Linked DNA regions of Sus scrofa: all the other regions are linked to region 2. Evidence: chromatin contacts called from public Hi-C and HiChIP or PLAC-seq data. All regions are on one chromosome and are shown on one strand. The core of a region is the stretch at or near the end of the contact, and the rest is flanking DNA. Distances in the headings are between cores, read along the strand shown.

What was found. Hi-C and Micro-C count contacts between places; a contact is called where the count stands out from the background. HiChIP or PLAC-seq counts read pairs in DNA pulled down with a chosen protein or histone mark.
Region 1: a Hi-C map of skeletal muscle shows a contact between it and region 2, with 3 times the contacts expected there. The contact joins the enhancer-like site here to the promoter of AKAP2 in region 2. A contact is called at or near these places in 13 of 47 Hi-C or Micro-C datasets (adipocytes, alveolar macrophages, embryonic fibroblasts and 7 more) and 1 of 2 datasets of contacts at active chromatin or transcription factors (skeletal muscle).
Region 3: an H3K27ac HiChIP or PLAC-seq map of skeletal muscle shows a contact between it and region 2. The contact joins the enhancer-like site here to the promoter of AKAP2 in region 2. A contact is called at or near these places in 6 of 47 Hi-C or Micro-C datasets (alveolar macrophages, heart right ventricle, liver and 2 more) and 1 of 2 datasets of contacts at active chromatin or transcription factors (skeletal muscle).

What each region holds. Positions count from the first base shown.
Region 1 is chr1:251,162,774-251,166,526 of Sscrofa11.1, forward strand. The region is part of intron 2 of AKAP2 (A kinase (PRKA) anchor protein 2); the gene reads left to right. Among named protein-coding and RNA genes, the nearest start is that of C1H9orf152, 53 kb to the right of the region's middle. Within about 2 kb of position 1,813, at least 12 of the 83 cell types and tissues checked have an H3K27ac peak or open chromatin away from gene starts, as enhancers often do. A contact at or near this core is called in embryonic fibroblasts and skeletal muscle, where this site is marked.
Region 2 is chr1:251,066,158-251,069,517 of Sscrofa11.1, forward strand. AKAP2 (A kinase (PRKA) anchor protein 2) reads left to right here and starts at 1,579. Exons shown (of 3, transcript NM_001204181.1): 1 at 1,579-1,713.
Region 3 is chr1:250,992,919-250,996,213 of Sscrofa11.1, forward strand. It overlaps a transcript of AKAP2 not described here. Among named protein-coding and RNA genes, the nearest start is that of AKAP2, 73 kb to the right of the region's middle. Within about 2 kb of position 1,808, at least 29 of the 83 cell types and tissues checked have an H3K27ac peak or open chromatin away from gene starts, as enhancers often do. A contact at or near this core is called in liver and skeletal muscle, where this site is marked.

The DNA.
Region 1 (3,753 bases), core at 563-3,062, 97 kb after region 2:
TAGAAGACCTTTTGTGGGTAACTAATGGAAGGATTCTCTCCCAGGCCCAGGTAAGAGAGGGCTCTCCTTCAGTAGTGTACAGTATTTTCCTTTCCTGGTGGCCAGGTACAATTTTTTTTTTTTTAAATCTTTTTAGGGCCACACCTGTGACATATGCAAGTTCCAAAACTAGGGGTTAAATTGAAGCTGTAGCTGCCGGCCTACATCCCAACCACAGCCACATCAGATCCAGGCCGCATCCATGACCTACACCACAGCTCATGGCAACACCAGATCCTTAACCCAATGAGCGAGGCCAGGGATCAAACACGTGTCCTCATGGATGCTAGTCAGGTTCTTAACCCACTGAGCCACAATGAGAACTCTGGTAGGTGTAAATCGTGCAGCTCCTATGGGTCCAGCTAGTTGTGTGATGGTTCTAGAGCCAAATGTGGAATATCCTACAGATGGTTATTTTTCTTTTGGTGTTCCTGAACATTCTCTGGTGACACAAGGCTAGTCCTGGTAGCTGCGACTTACCAAGCCCTTAAAGCTGAGTGCTCTTCTAGTCAGTTCGCACACATTTTCCTCATTTCTCATTTCCTCATTTAATCCTCCCAGTAGCCCCCTAAAATAGAATCCAAATTATCCAAACTCTTGAGACCAGATTATCTTTCTGATTTTAGAAAGGCCGTCAAGTGTATACACAATTATTTAGAAAAGCAATGCAATGCATGTACTATTGCTTAACACACCCAGTGGGATCTGGGACAGAGCATCTGGCATCAAATTCAATTTCTGCTGTGAAACCTAGGAAGGATTAGTTCTGGTAAGCGGGATGATAAAGACCAAGAAGAGCCTCATTCCAGCTCATGTCAGGTTGTGCTGCTACATAAGTTATGGTAAAACTTCGTTTTCAGAGCTTTTCTGAGATTTCGGAATGGTGCCTAAGGGATCCAGATCCTGTATTATTCCCTTTTTAATACCAGACCCCAGAGACATTATTAGGTCATTTTCCCAAGGTCACCCAGCCAGGAAGTGGGAGAGCCAGCTTCAAGCTCAGGCTCATTTGACTTCAAAGTCCATTTTTTTGGGCCACATCCATGGCACATGTCAGTTCCTGGGCCAAGGACCAAACCTACACTATAGCAATGACAACAGCAGATTCTTAACCCACTGAGCCACAATGGGAACTCCAAGAATCCATTTCTTAATTTGCGGAATGAGCCAGGATAAGCATTCACTCTGTGACCTCAACACATTTGGTGGGGTGGGGCCAAAGCTGGCCAAGTTAGTTATCTGGTGGTCATTGAATACCATGAGTATGCTGTGCTGTTCTCTTTTTGCTCTTTAAAGTCATTCCTTTTGCCTTGGACCAGAAACTCCATGTATTTTTATTTATCTGAACCCAGGAAATAAATTCATTTAAAAAAAAATGCATACCATTTGGGAAGAATTGGTGAGAAAAGGTTAGGTTGAAGTAGCATTTGGCATTTTGGGCAAAAGTGTGCAATGAGATCAAGACTTCTCAAAGTTCTTTTTGGACATTCCCTTCAGTGGTTTGGAAAGGGCAGCTGCCTTGGTTAAATCCATCAGCCTCACTCTTGAGACGATATAGACTCTGGTCTCCTTCTGTGACAAGCCCATGGTCATGGCTTCTGGGTCAGAGAACTGTGGAGAAGAACTACACTTCTGGCCATTCCCTTCTCTGACAGGTTCTGCCAGCACTGCTGATTGTGCTGGGCCTTCTGGTAGACCCAGGGTGTCGGCCACACCATGTGGTGGCCTTGTTCCATACCCTTTACTCATGCCTGGCTACTCCATGCTCCACGTTAGGGGAATTGCTTCCAAAACAATCTGACTCAGCCACATGCAAAGAAAGATGCAGTCTTGATCTGAGAACAAAAAGATGAATCAGAGGACCTAATTCTTGAAAGATTCCTCCTCTGTATCTGGAAAGAAATTGAGCTAATCTAAGCCAGGCCTGGGAGCAGGAAGGCCCCTGTGACTACTGGAGTTTAGGGCAGGATATGACAGTTTCTTACTAACCGTGGTGACTTGCCGCGTGCTTCCCTAGGGAGATTGGGATTTCAGATCCATTTCCTCTCTGTGAATAAGCTCCTGACTCCTTCAGGGGTGGAGGGTGGGGGCGGTGGTGGGAAGAGTGTGCAGGACAGGCCATTAGAACACCAGAGAATACATTCATGTTCTATGCAATGGTACTTCCTTTCTCATGACCTTGAACGTAAACATCAAAGCTGTTCCCCCAAAGTGGTATGCATCTTGACATCACAGGTATTCTCAGTCTGTCTTTTATTTTCATTGTTCAAATATAAATTCATACCATTTGTGAAGAAACTGGTCAAGGATTATTATGTGCTGAAACACGACAGTCATTTCTCTGGATTCCCATCTTAAGTTCCAATCCTGATTCGACTCCTCGTTAGCTGTATGACCAGCTTTCTTCACCTCCCTAAACCTCAGTTTCCTCATCAGTAAAATTGGAATAAAACAGTACCAACCTCATCAATAAGTTAGTACCGTCAATGTTTGGTGCACAAAAGGCTTCCAATAAGAGTTATTGTTTTTGAGATTGCAGTTATTGTTATGTTTTAAGACCTAGAAAACCTTAGCAGAGTTACTTATGAGTTATTCTTTGGCAGCTACATACATGACATACATGGCACAACATGCTTTATAAAGTTGCTTTCTAGCCCTAGTTGAGATTTTTTTTATAGTTACTTTCTCAGAATTAAAGTTTCCTCTTACAAAATCTTGAGTTCAAGAATTAGCTTACAATAGTCAGCTGTGATTCTAAAAAACAAAGGCTGTTATGAAGCCTATTGGGTGACAATAAAATTAGAAATGACCATGAAAATGTTTTCTGTCTTTGGGAGGGGTGATCATCTTTGTAGAGTCAAGCCCACCATATTGCTAGAAATGTGTTTAACCCAAAGATCTTGCTGGGGGAATTGCTGCTTACTGTGATTTTCATTCTTATTGTTTAATTAAGTTTTTCTTCTTAAACTATGCTTCTCTTAGAGAAGCAAAACTCTTTCCTTCTCCAGTTTTCATTTCCTAGTTTCATTCAGACGAATGGTCCAATATCAACAATCCATTCAATATCCCTCCTTACCTTAAAGTAATAATTTTTGCAAGTTTCTCAGACCCATTTCACCAGGCAGGATATTTCTCATTTGTGAACTGGGCTTATAATCCAAAGATTCATATCATCGCATTCCCCCACCCCTGGGGCCTTCAAAGGAGGAGATGAAAGGACCAGGGACCAGCTCTTGGTGTGTGGGTCACAGCTGGAACCACACAAGCCCATGGACTCCGGCTCCCACAGGCAGGATATTCCCTTGTACAGGGAGGAAATGGAATTCAAAACGCAAGTCTGAGCTCACTTCTTTCTGGTGATCTGAGAGTCATTTTAGATGTTTGCAAGCTTCCCGCAAGGCTCCCTGAAGAAAGGATATCATTGAAGGAGGCTTGGGCCAAGGCATGTTGTCTGGTGGGCGTCTTTGTTCAGTTTGCTTTTTAGCTAAGAGTGGGTGATGGCTTTTTCTTGTCTTTTGAGAAATGTAGAAACAAAGGATCCTTGATTTTTAAGACGTCAGACGCCATGCATACGGAATATCATAATCACCCAAATCCTAATGTTTGACCAAATAGTTTTCCTAAACTTTGGGAATCCACCCTCTTGGCTTTTTAGAAGTTAGTCCTCTTCCTACAGAATGAGGGTGTGGGCAGCAGCTGGGTACTGAGGACGTG
Region 2 (3,360 bases), core at 329-2,828:
ATTTAACTCCTTAAGCCAGTGACATGAGGAGCAAAAGAAAGAGGGGGAAGGGAGGAAGGAAATTGATGGAGGCCGAAACTCTGTAATCTAGGGCCACTGGTCAGTAAATTCTATTGAAATTCAGTAGTGTAAGAGACAAACATGCAAAAAGGCTGGTGAACCAGTTCCTAAACGCTGAGAAAAAGAAGCCTATAGACTTGCAGGAACCCTGAAGAGAACAGCTGTTGTCTCCATTGTAGCCCTTATCCCCTGCCCCCACCTCCCTAGAGTAAAGGTGTGAATAAACCTCCAGATGGGAAATAAGCCTTTTCTTGGGAGGCTGCTATTTTTAAGGTCGTTAGCTGGACAGGCTTCCTGGGCAGTTCCCCATGTTATCATTTCTTGTATGGGGAATCAAGGACCTTTGTGGATGAGGAAAAAAAGAACCAAACCCTGGCAGGTGACTTTGACGCTCAGAAGAGGAACCCCGTGTTTGGGCCACTGGTTCAGAAAAAAGCAGGCCAGAGGTCGGAAATTGGAAGGAGAGTAAGGGGCTCTGACTTTCAGAGCTGGAGAGAGAGAATCACCGGGAAAATGGAAACACCGGTCATGCCTAGTGGACAGTTGGAGACATCTGACTTTATGCTATATTTATATTCTATTTCCTCTGTAGAGAACGCCTTGCTTTTTAAAATCCTGTTTTCTGGGCGGGGTGTTTCTGTGTGTGTGTCCTCTCTCAGAATTTCTAGATGGTCCGTTTTCAAAGGGTCATTAACATTATTTAAATATTCATGAGGGGGAGGGGATTACATGCTGAAATTTCAGACGTCTCCGGAGTGGGGGGTGGCTGGCCACCCCCTCGACTGAGCCCCACGAGGTGTAACAGCTGCCTCCTTCCCCATCGCTGGCTTTGTTAACACGCACGCCCCGACACCAGGCCACCGGCTGCCACATTAGGGAGGGCATCATGACAGCTCTGGCCAGTCAACGAGCTGGGAAACCTCCCTGTCCACACCTTAGTCTCTGGACCCCATCAGGGCGAGGTCCAAAACACACTGAACCGCCCTCCGGGTCGCAGAAACGCACCTCCCAACCGCTCCCAGCGGTTCCGCTTACCCGGACATAGTCGTGGTGCTGGGTAAGAGACGAGGAGCTCGACCCCTCGTATGGGAACTCAGCAGTTGTGGCGATGTGCGGGCTCACACGCACCCACACACTTTCCTGTACACTCGTATGCACGTATGTATACACCAACACACACGATCCCCTGCACACAAGCCGACACGCCCACCCGTGTGCTAACGCGCGTTCATACACCCAGGCACAGAGCCTTCTCCCCAGTTAGGAAACGCTCGGCTGCACGTGCCCATCCCTCCATTCCTCCAGTCTATCCATTCACTCATTTCTTGGTTTCTACGTTTGTGCACAGATTCCGCCAAAGCCAGACAGAAGGTGTGGGTGGTTGGGGAGGGGATGTGAAAGGCGAGGGGCGGACCGGGGCCCTAGGCGCCGGGAAGGGGGCGGGGAAGGGGCGGGCTCCGGGAGCCGGCGGGCGGCGCTCGGCTCACTCCAGCACGCCCCGCGGCAGCAGCTCTCCGCAGATGCGCTCGCCCCAGCCAGGGGCTGCCGAACGCCTTTGCGTGGAGTCTCCCGGACGCCCCAGCGAGGAGGCAGCGGCCGCACCGCGCTGGAGCAGAGCCCGAGGACTGTGCCCCCGGGATCCGGCGCTCAGAGGTGGGTGTCCAAGCTGGGGCGCGGGCGGCTCCGGACTCCAAGTCCTCGGGGCGCTCTCTTGGTGTTGGGGCCTCGCACACTAGGAAAGGGTGGCCCAGGAGGGATTGGTGATCTGGGAAGCCCTTGGAAGCACCGTGGACTTTAAAGGGCTTTTATGTCCCTTGCTTAGTGGAGCGTGTGCGAGGGGGTGGCCTGGCTGGAAAGGGCTATGGCCATGTGGCCATGTGGCTTTGAATTCCTAGGTTTGGGGGAGGGCCAGCTTTTGGCTCCTTTAATCAGTATTTGTTCACTTATATATACTTTAAAAAATAAACTTAGGCATATTACCCTCCTCCCCCCGCCCCCCGCAACACACACTCACAGAGCCGGGCTGTTGAGGAAAAGCAGAGAAAATCAAAAGGCTGTAGCCGCCTTTCCAGACCCGGGAGCCGCGGTGGATGGAGCCACCCATTCCAGTTCGAGATGAAGGCGTGGGTCTTGACTCCTTAGGTGGCAGCGCTGCGGCCGTTTTTTGGAAGTCTAGAGCTTCTGCATGGAGATTGGGACCGAGAAGGGCTGGGTCCCTGCCCTGACCAGCCCGAGCTCCTTCCGAACGGGATCGGGATGGAGGTGGGGGATGCTGAGGAAGGAGGGAGCAGCCGTTCTGTGCGCGGAAGGAGGGGGATCCGGATCCAAGCTGAGCCTGGAAGTTTGGCCTCAGGCTGAGACCCCACTTCTTAGGATCTGGTGTTTTATCCCGGATAAAGCCTGAGGGTTTGTCTCTTTGGCCCCTTTGTGGGGACACTGTGAAGAGCCGAAGGGGCGGATCGAGGTGGGTGAGCGCTGGGCAAACTGTTCTGTAATCGCCGAGGCGGCGCACCTCCCGGGATAGGAGCTAGGAGATACTGGCGGCCCGGAGCAGTTCTAGAGAAACATAGTGAAGAACAGGGGCCTGAATTAAGTTCAGGAGAGCCGGCAGCCTGGTAGTCCGCGGAGGGAGGCGGAACGGACGGGGGAGCCGTGGTGCTGGTGGCGGGTGAGGGCAGAAGGCAAAGCGGCTGTGGGTGGTGGGGAGGGAGGCGGCAGGCCGCGGGCTGGACCCGCGGGAGCTGGACCCACGGGAGCGGAACCCGCTACCTGGTTTCTGAGCTTCCGTGCATGGATGCGAGATGGCCAGCCTTGGGGATCTCTCCTCAGGCCGCAAAAAGAGGGCGCCTGGGAGGAAAGTGACTCGTTTACAGAGATGTTAAACCCAGTAATGCCAGTTTCCCGCGTGGGTCAATAGTGGTTTGGCTTCGATGGGCTGTGTGGTCAGACGTTGCCAAATTTGCACTCTTCCCTGTAGCAGTTAAGTGCTGCACCATTAATTTGGGCGAACCTCCAACCCTCCCACCAAAGTATTTGTCTTCGAAAAGACTTCCCTGTCTCCTCCCCCCGCCCTGTGTCTCTGTCTCTCCTATAGATCTCTCTATAGTATATCTCTGAGTCTGCAAACAGCTTCTCAGAGGAAGCTCCCTTCCATCTTATCAGGGGCAGAAATTAGTACAAACCCATCACTCACCTTTGTCATCCCCCCCCCCCCCCCCCCGATTTGTTTCCTTGGCTTTGTTCTAACTGAAGAGAGGTCATTTAAGCATCACACTTTTCTTCCTGGAAATGGTCCCAATT
Region 3 (3,295 bases), core at 558-3,057, 73 kb before region 2:
ATACCACAGCCCACGGCAATGCCAGATCCTTAAGCCACTGAGCAAGGCCAGGGAATCAAACCTGCATCCTTATGGATACTAGTCAGGCTCTTAACCTGCTAAACCACAACAGAAACTCCACTTCAGCCACCTTCTGTTTGTTAGAAGCAAGTAGTGTAGCAGGTGATTAGAATTAATGATACTTAAATATTTTGTATAGATATAGTTTACAATCCAAGTGTAGTTATAGACCTGAAAGTTGCTAAGGGATTAGATCTTAAAGGGTCCACAAAACAGAAATGAAAAAAATAAGTGACCCAGTATGTACTTTTGAACAAAAAGAAACTGTGTCCCTGAGGGCTGCACTGGTCTTCGATTTAAAACACAGGATGCAATCCCAATTCTGCTGCTTACCGGCCAGGGAGCTCCCATGCACATCATTTGATTGTGAGCCTCTTGCTTCTGTGTCTTCTAAAAAGTTTCTCTTCTCTGGAGACCTGAAAGGGAAATGAGATCCCGTACAGGAAAGAGCCTAGCAAAGTGCCTGCCGATTCAGTGATTGTTGTTTGTTGTTGAACAAGAGATCCGGGGAAGGAATAGGCACATCTCACATCAGATAAAGGAACACGTGGTCATCACTGATCTGTGACAGGTGCAGGTGACCAAGATCTGTTTTGAGTGATTGCGCCAAATGACTGAATGTCTCAACATTAAAATATGATAGAGGGGTTTGCATTGTGGTGAAAAGGGATTGGCGGCATCTCTGCATGGCCAGGACACAGGTAGGATCCCTGGCCTGGCACAGTGGCTTAAAAATCCGGTGTTACTGCAGCTGCAGCATAAGTTGCAACTGCAGCTGGGATCTGATCCTTGGCCCAGGAGCTCCATATGCGGCCAAATGAGAGGAAAAAAAAAAAAAAAAAAAGTGAGCTAGTCGATATGCAGAAGAGGCAGTTAGGCTCTGTGTCTTGAAGGGAAAAATGACAAAGGATTTGCAGACATGTCTTAAAACCCCCACAGGGACGTGCTTAAGGAAGTTCTGGCAAGACCAGAAAGCTGAGAATGAGGTCCCAGGGAAAGCTGACACGGTTGTGTTTAAATCTGTGGGTTTGAGGTGTTTTGTGGTCACGTGGGCCTCTTTCCCTAGCAGGCAGTGGGCGTATGGACATGTGGGTCTCATCTCCAGCCCTAGATGATGAGTTTTCTGAAAGCGGGGACTTCGCCCTTTTCGCTGCAGTGGTTCAGCACTATGTTTGATACCCAAAGAGGACCCGTAGATATTTATTGAATGAATGAATGAATGAGTCAATGCGGAAGGAGTTAGGACTGAAGCTCTGGGGTCTCGAATTCTGGATCGCCTTTTTCTTTTTATTTATTTGGCTTCTTAGGGCCGCACCCGCAGCATATGGAAGTTCCCCGGCTAGGGATCAAATTGGAGCTGCAGCTGCCAGCCTATAGGACAGCCACAGCAGTGCAGGATCTGAGCTGCATCTGCGACCTACACCACAGCTCACGGCAATGCGGGATCCTTAACCCACTGAATGAGGCCAAGGATTGACCCCACATCCTCATGGGTACTAGTCAGGTTCGTTAGTGCTGAGCCATGATTTGAACTCCAGGACTGGTTTGAGCACAGCTCCCAAGGGGAGAGGGACTCCTGTGTGTGCTCAGAGAATCGTAGTCCTAGGGGTGTGGTCTGTGCTGCAGCTTTGGGTGCCCTCAGGGCCAGGGGCCTGGATTGACTGGGAAACCTCCCTCTGGACTTCCACTAAATGGAAACTGAAACTGGACTCTCGGGAGAAAACAAAGATCAACAGTGGCTATTTTGATCCTTACGCTATCTCCTGTCTAAGCAGCTCAGTCCACTTCCTGTTTATAGGCTCAGCAGAGCCAAAGGGACTGAACCTCTGAGGAAAAGATTTTCTCTGGGGATTTCTAGCCAGATCAGCAAACAGGAAATGGGCAGGACCCTGCCAAGACAGATGTTTGTCTTTCTGCCAGCCTGGCAGGTGTGATGGTGCCCTGGCTGGAGTGGGCAACACAGGTGTCTGAAAGAGGAGCCTCCAATCCTGCATCTGGCCTTCAGCATCTACCCCTCACACCTAGCTCCACTCCCACCCCCCCAAATCTGGGGGCTTCACGTGAAGCCACTCGGGGCTGGTGCCGAGGCACTGGGGAGGGCCCTCCCCGCCGGGTATGCAGATGTGATATTCTGGGGCTGCCTGGGCAGCTGCGTTTCACTTTCAAACACCCAGAAGGAAAGGCTCTCTGTGGCCGGCCTTCTGTCTTCACGTGGAGAATCTCAGGATTTCAGAGTTCCGGTTGTGGTGCAATGGAAACAAATCTGACTAGGAACCGTGAGGTTTTGGGTTTGATCCCTGGCCTCATTCAGGGGGTCACTGCTATGAGCTGTGGTGTAGGTCGCAGCTGTGGCTCAGATCCTGTGTGGCTGTGGCTGTGGTGTAGGCTGGCATCTGTAGCTCTGATTAGACCCCTAGCCTGTTGAAACTCCGTATGCTGTGGGAATGGCCCTTAAAAAAAAAAGAATCTCAGGATTTCCTCATGACAGAACAGGAGGCCCAGATTTTCAGGGAGTGACCTTCAACCCAATTCCTGTCCTGGCTACAAAACTCTGGAGCTGGACACAGCCAGAAGGACCCTTAGGGAATGAGGGGCTAAGAGAAAATAGTGACATAAAAGCAGCTGAGCAGTGGTGGGGTTGCAGACTGCAAGGCCCTGTGAGCCGTCAGTTCTTCCCTGCAACCCCTACACACACCACACACATGTACACAGACCACACTATGTGCACAGGTCTAACATACATGTGTACACATGTACACACACACACACACCCTTCTCCCAGAAAAGTTCTGTCTAGATGGGACCTCTCAGCTAACACCTGAAAAACTGGAAGGGTAGCCATGCCAAGAACATTCCAGGCAGTAGGGCCAGCATGTGCAAAGGCTGGGCAGCTCCACCCCTGTGGTCTGGGCCAAAGTGGACAGTTTGTGGCTCCCTCCACAGCTTCTGCTTTCTCATGCCTGGGACCCCGAGCCTGCTCTTGCCTAACCTCCCCCCACCGCCGCCTCCACCGTCCTAATCTTCCAGCATCTTTCTCACTTATTGCAACTCCTAAATTCACTCCCAAAGGGTAGCAGGTAGAAAGCTGGGTCCGAAAACTCATGGGCAAGAAATAACACCTATTTTCTTTAAATCAAATTCTGGTCGACTCTGAGCTGCAGGCCTGCTGGCCTGGCAGGTATTCAGTCCCAGGCATTCTTGGGAGTCCCCTGGACCCAGTCTCCTGTGAAGGTGC